Regions from separate parts of the Mus musculus genome. Here region 2 is linked to region 1. The links are chromatin contacts, called in public promoter capture Hi-C maps. All regions are on one chromosome and are shown on one strand. The core of a region is the stretch at or near the end of the contact, and the rest is flanking DNA. Distances in the headings are between cores, read along the strand shown.

What was found. Promoter capture Hi-C pulls out the DNA fragments that hold promoters and counts their contacts.
Region 2: a contact with region 1 is called in a promoter capture Hi-C map of pre-B cells, with 5 times the contacts expected there. The contact joins the promoter of Hspbap1 here to the promoter of Eaf2 in region 1. A contact is called at or near these places in 9 of 39 promoter capture datasets (the 3T3-L1 cell line, 3T3-L1-derived adipocytes, the C10 cell line and 5 more), 1 of 484 Hi-C or Micro-C datasets (CD4 T cells), 2 of 115 datasets of contacts at active chromatin or transcription factors (astrocytes and large pre-B cells) and 1 of 9 other capture datasets (adipose tissue).

The regions. Positions count from the first base shown.
Region 1 is chr16:36,826,841-36,829,649 of GRCm38.p6, forward strand. Eaf2 (ELL associated factor 2) reads right to left here and starts at 1,419. Exons shown (of 6, transcript NM_001113401.1): 1 at 1,211-1,419. The coding sequence starts at 1,316. Iqcb1 (IQ calmodulin-binding motif containing 1) reads left to right here and starts at 1,560. Exons shown (of 15, transcript NM_177128.4): 1 at 1,560-1,652; 2 at 2,164-2,233.
Region 2 is chr16:35,768,907-35,771,715 of GRCm38.p6, forward strand. Hspbap1 (Hspb associated protein 1) reads left to right here and starts at 1,480. Exons shown (of 8, transcript NM_175111.3): 1 at 1,480-1,633. The coding sequence starts at 1,570. It overlaps Slc49a4 (solute carrier family 49 member 4), which reads right to left and starts at 464. Exons shown (of 9, transcript NM_153550.4): 1 at 1-464. The coding sequence starts at 335.

The sequences.
Region 1 (2,809 bases), core at 169-2,668:
GAGAGAGAGGGAGGGAGAGAGGGAGAGAGACTATGGCTGCACAACACTCACTGATTCATTGTGGGGAACTCTGGATGGTAACCCAGAGCAAAATAAACAAGGAGCACTACTGAAGTTCTGTTGGTAAACTTCTCCCATTTATTCCACCAAAACATGATATTTTTGCTTAATGCAGCCTTTTTATAAAGCTTAAATATAATCAATGGAAGGTTAAACCCATTGGTTCTTCCTACATTTACTCTGAGTTATTATAGATGAATTGTCTACAACTTAAACTTTGAAGACTGAGTTTTAAATGAGTGTTTTTCAGAATATAAACCTTGTAAGGAAAAGGACAGAATGGTGGAGAATGTAGGACAAGCAGACAGTAAAGAAGAGCTGGGCTGCAAAAGAGATGTGAAAAAAAATCTACAATTTCACACACACACACACACACACACACACAGAGGTCACAACTCAGTGACCTTTCCCTTATGCGCTAGAATTCTGTGGCCTATTATGCAAAAAAGAAGTTTTACATACAAAATTAAGTTATATTTTTCGTGCTGGCATCTCATTTAATTACTAAAACGAAAAGGCTCATTATAACCTCTTTTTCAACAATATTAGAGATAACCTATTAAAATAGATCCCAGAGAACAAAACACCAAAGGGTAGAAATCATTAGGAGGTAGATTTTTAAAGTAAAGAAACTAGATAAAAAAATCTTTCAATTTTTGATAATCAGTAATTACTTAGTTGACCATGAAATCTGAGATGGAAAGAGATACAAACGATTGAGACAGCTGACAATCTCTTCCCAAGAACAAACTAAATGGGAACCCTCATCAGCCAGAATGGGGAAGAAATGTCCTTGTGGCCTCTCCACATCACTTTTGCCCTGCATTCGGTCCTTTGTTCCATCTGTCTGTCACCTTTTCAAACTCTGCACCATCCACTTGTCACGCTAGTCTCCACAGCCACCCGTGCAGATCGTCCCACAAAACTTCCTCTCAGGTCTGTCAGTCTCACTTAAACCCTTCCAGGGTTCTCCTACACTGTGGGACGCCAGGTGCCTGCACAGAGGCTGGCAACTGGGTAGTGGATCACTGTGCCATCTGGTCTCCCGGGGAGCAAAGAGCGGCGGGGACAGAATTACAGAATCCGGAGGAGTCTGTCTCCATACCACCCTCCCATCCCAGAAGGAACCCGGGGTACAGTCTGCACTCACAGCGCACGGTGTGGAAGGCACAGCGCGGCTGCTTCTCGAAACTTTCGCCTAGCTTGAGAACCCGCTCGCGACGGTCCAGGTATGCAAGTCCCGCTGGTCCACTCATCCTCGTCCCCTGCCTCCCGCTTTTGGCCTTCGCCGTCCCCTGCCACAGCCTCTGGAACAGCTGCACTGGCTGCGAGCTTGAGTTCGGTGCCCGGGACCAGCTCCTTTCACCTCCAGACGCGTGCGGCCGCCCCTTGGAGCGCCCCGAGTCTTGATTGGCTGTCTGGAGACACCTGCCCCGCCCCTCGCCCCAGGGCCCCGCCCCGCCCCTGGCCACCATCCCCGCCCCTAGCCCCCTTCCCGCGTCGCGACGCACACAGCTCGGCGGAGACCGCCTCGCTGAGGTACGCTGTGCGGGTCGGGCCCTGAGGTGGACGGACGCGGGGAAAGAGATGAGGTAACAGACCCGAGATGGCGGCTGGGATGGAGGAAAGGCCCTAGGGGGGCGGGGAAGCTAGGACGCCAGACACCCAGGGCAGAACTGCCTGGCGGGGCCTGGTAACGGGAGCGTGGGCCTCCTCCGCGCCGGGCCCGCAGGTTTGGTGTGGAAACGGACGCCTGACGAGAGGTGGCGGCCGGGCCCAGGCCTGGGGCCTCCTGAGGCCTAGCTGCTCTGAGGCGGGTCTGGAACCCCAGCCGCGCCCCCTCAGGTGATGTGACCAGACTGGAAACCTCTGGAAGCCGCGCAGTTACCTTTAAGGGCCGTTCATTTATTTATTTTTTCTTCTTTCTTTCTTTCTTATTTATTTATTTATTTATTTATTATTTTTTAATTAGCCCTTTAAAAACACAGGCTTTTCCCGCCGGGGTTAGGACCTGAGGAGGGGGCGTTTCCGGAGGCGACGGAGAAGCCTAGGGTTAGGGGTAACTGACTGCTGTACGTTTGTTTCTGGCATTTGTTTCTGTAGTGATTCCTGGAAGCACTGAAGAGCGCGGCCTTGGGACTCTTGATTTCTCAGAGATCAGTCTAGCAGTAGGGTAAGAGCGTCAATTGATTGATAATTGCCTTCACACACACACACACACACACCCCACCTCACAGAAGTGTTATGAAGTAGGAGAAAGCGTGCTTTGTATTGGAGGATTATTCAGAGAAAGTCTACAGTGAGCCCCCTCAGGTGATTCTTCAGGTTAATTGTGGCATCAGACTATGCTTTCAGCACTTCTACCTTAAATAGGTTTGTCAATTTATTTTTTTCAGATGGATGAGGGATTATTTTTTGCCTTCTACCCTTTAAAGATACAAGGAGAGATTGTTCAATGTATTTATGCACGAAGGTTCTGAAGCCAGAATCTCTGGGCTTGTACGTCAGCTTCATACTCTCAATGTGATTTTTGTGCAAGCAAATCAAACAAATGTGTTTATCATTAGAATTGGGGAAATAATAATAGCTATGTAAAAAATAATGCCATTCCTTAGAATTGTTGAGGTGGTTAAATGAGTTAATACATGCTCTCTAAATAATTATTTTGGGTTCAGCAATACTTTCATATTTTTAGACTTAATCATTGCTGAATGCCTTATAAATTTTGAAGTCTAGGGACAAGGGATGG
Region 2 (2,809 bases), core at 230-2,729, 1.1 Mb before region 1:
TCCAGCAGCCACATGAACGCGAAGCAGGGCAGGAAGCCTATGGGCCCCCAGAGGACCAGGAGCGCGATGTCCCATCCGGAGAAGCCATAGGCCTGGCGCGCCGAGTTCTGGATGGGGCCCCAGGTGTTCCAGACCAGGCCCTGGGCGAACGCGAGGAGCGAGAAGAGCAGCAGCACCAGCCAGCGGCGCCCGTACACCCTCCCGGGGTTCGGGCCCGCCGCAGGCAGCACGGCCGTCGCCTCCCGGCCCCTGCGCGCAGCCCCCGGCGCAGGCCCGAGCCCCGGCCCCAGCAGCGGCTGCCGCTCCTCCTCCTCGCTGCTCCAACCCGAGCCCATGGCGACGCCGCCCGCCGGCCCTGCCCGACGCGTCCCGGTGGCCGCAGACCAGCCGGGAGCTGACTGGGCGGGTGGAGCGGGAGCCGGAGCCGGAGCTGCTCTAGTCCTCGGCCTCCCGGGCGCGTCTGCTGCGCCTGCGCCGCCCGAGCCCGAGGGGAGGAGGCGAGGCGGGGTCCACCCTGCTCGCTGGGAACCCAGGAATGCCCCGGGGAGAAGCCCGGGACCCTACGAGTGGAAAGGGTAGAAGATCGCGGCCGGCTGGGAGACTGGAGCGAAGTAGGCTGAGTCAGTCACTCGCGGGTTGCTTGGAGGAAGTGCCCAAGTTTACATCACGTGCCTAATAAACAACTCGCTGACCTCGGGTCACTTATCCCAATGCTTGGGTCTATATTAGGCTTACTTTTGTTTTTATTGGGTTTCTAACTGCAGAAATTATAGACGGCAGGATACTGAAGTTTAGGAAGGTCTCAGGGTATTGTTTCATGAAGACCATTTGGTTTTGTATGTGTCTTACGCATCCAGTGAGATTATAAACTAGCCAATTTTCCTTCATACATATAAAGAGTTTTTTCTACCCATTTTGTTTGTCATGCAAACGGGTAAATAATATGGATTGTGTTAAAGTTGGAAGACAGTGACCTAGATCTCTCTCTTGGTATGTTAGCCAGACTAAATAAACGGCAAAAGCTGGAGATTGTGCATCTCTTGACCACATAGACATAGACATTCATTTGTTCAAATGCACAAATCCAGAACTCTGACAGCTGCCTGTGTCCTTGAAAACTAGTCATTTGCTGACATATCTGGCTCAGCAAATGAGTCACAGGGAACGCCTTCAAGGGGTTCGTATTCCCAGGCAGTCACGAAAACCAGCTGGAATGGCACTGATGCCAAGGGAACCAACAAGGTGGAAGAGTAGGCACGCCAGCCCCGGGGTCTCCTAAATCGCGAGTCCGACTGAGAGAAAGCCAAGGCGAAGATGGAGGATCCGACTAGAGAAGGAAGAGAAACAGCAGACGCTAAGGGTGGAAGAAAGGAGCCACAGCCCAGCCCACGTGCTCGCCGCCTTTCAGCTTCCAAAGAGCAAAACAAACCGGCGTGGCCACGCCCAGCGCCGTCACGTGACCGCGGCGGCGCCGGTTCCGGCAGAGGCGGAGGATCCTTCCTGTGTGGAAGCCGCAGATCCCGGTGAGCCCTCTCACCTGGCGCTCTCTCCATCCTCGGCGCGATAACCATGGCAGCAGGCTGCGAGGGCATCGCGCCCCCGACCCTGGGCGAGAGAACTGTGGGGGAGGAAGGTAGGTGCGAGCCAGGGACGCCGAAGTGCCTCCGAGCGGTGCGGATGGGCGCGGCTCCATCCCAAGTCTCGCCCGCGGCGTGTTAGGCCTGGGAGAAAGTGACTTTTTAGAGCATGTGGCTTCTTAACGTCGTGCGGATCAGTTTTCTGATCTATCGGGACAAGTACCACTGTGGAGTAAGAAGTTCCTCTGAGGACTCCAGGATCGCTGGCCTCTGAGGGAATTTTGTGGCAATTCTCTTGTCTCTGTTGGGATTCCAGGTGTATGCGACCATAACTTTTTATGGAGGTCTCTGGGGAGTTCGCCAGACTTGTGCACCAGGGGTTTTTACTTGACAGTCCATCTCTCCTGTCCCAAATCATTCTCTCATTTTTTAAAAAACCAATTTATCTTCCTGATAATGTGTCCTGTATCCTATTTTATGCCTCTCTTATCCACCATTCAACAGCAAAAGTGACACGTAAGATTCTTTAATAATTTGTATTGGACTTAGAACCTCCACTAAAATCCAAGCTCCAAAAACCGTGACCTACACAAAAATTTAATTTGGGGTCTGTTGTGTTTTATAAAAATAAGGAGAATATGTTTGGTGGATGTGTAGTCAGGTGTTGGGGAAGGGGGTGCCTCCGCTCCGCGGGCCCATGCTGAGGCATCCCTTCCCCTTGAGGGACCAGCCACACAAAGGTATAGTAGAGAATAGAGTTTCTTCAGGGTATGGGAGCGGAGTTGAGCGAGTAAAGGCAGAGAGAGAAGAGGAGTAGAGGCCGGCCATGAGCACGTGGAGGGGGGAGGGGAATGGAGAAAGGTTAAGGAGCAAGGGCAAGAGAGCAAGAGAAAGAGGAGGGGCAATCAGCCCCTTTTACCATGAGTCAGACACCTGGCTGTTGCCAGGTAACTGTGGGGCGGAGCCTGGAGAAAATGCCCACTGGGTCTGTTGAGGTCTCTAAGCATCTCTTCTGTTTGTACATTCTTAAACATTTTTAATTAGCCATAAAATGTGGGTTTCGTACGTTCTTGACTGGTCGATTCCCTTTCCATCATACTTGTACCCATCTTGCAGGTTCCAAATATCTCTAACCCTTGCATATTCTACTAGATGTTAAGCGCTTTGTGGAAATAACCTGTGGTGGTTTGAATAAAAACGGCCCCATAGGCTCATCTACTTAAATGTTTGGT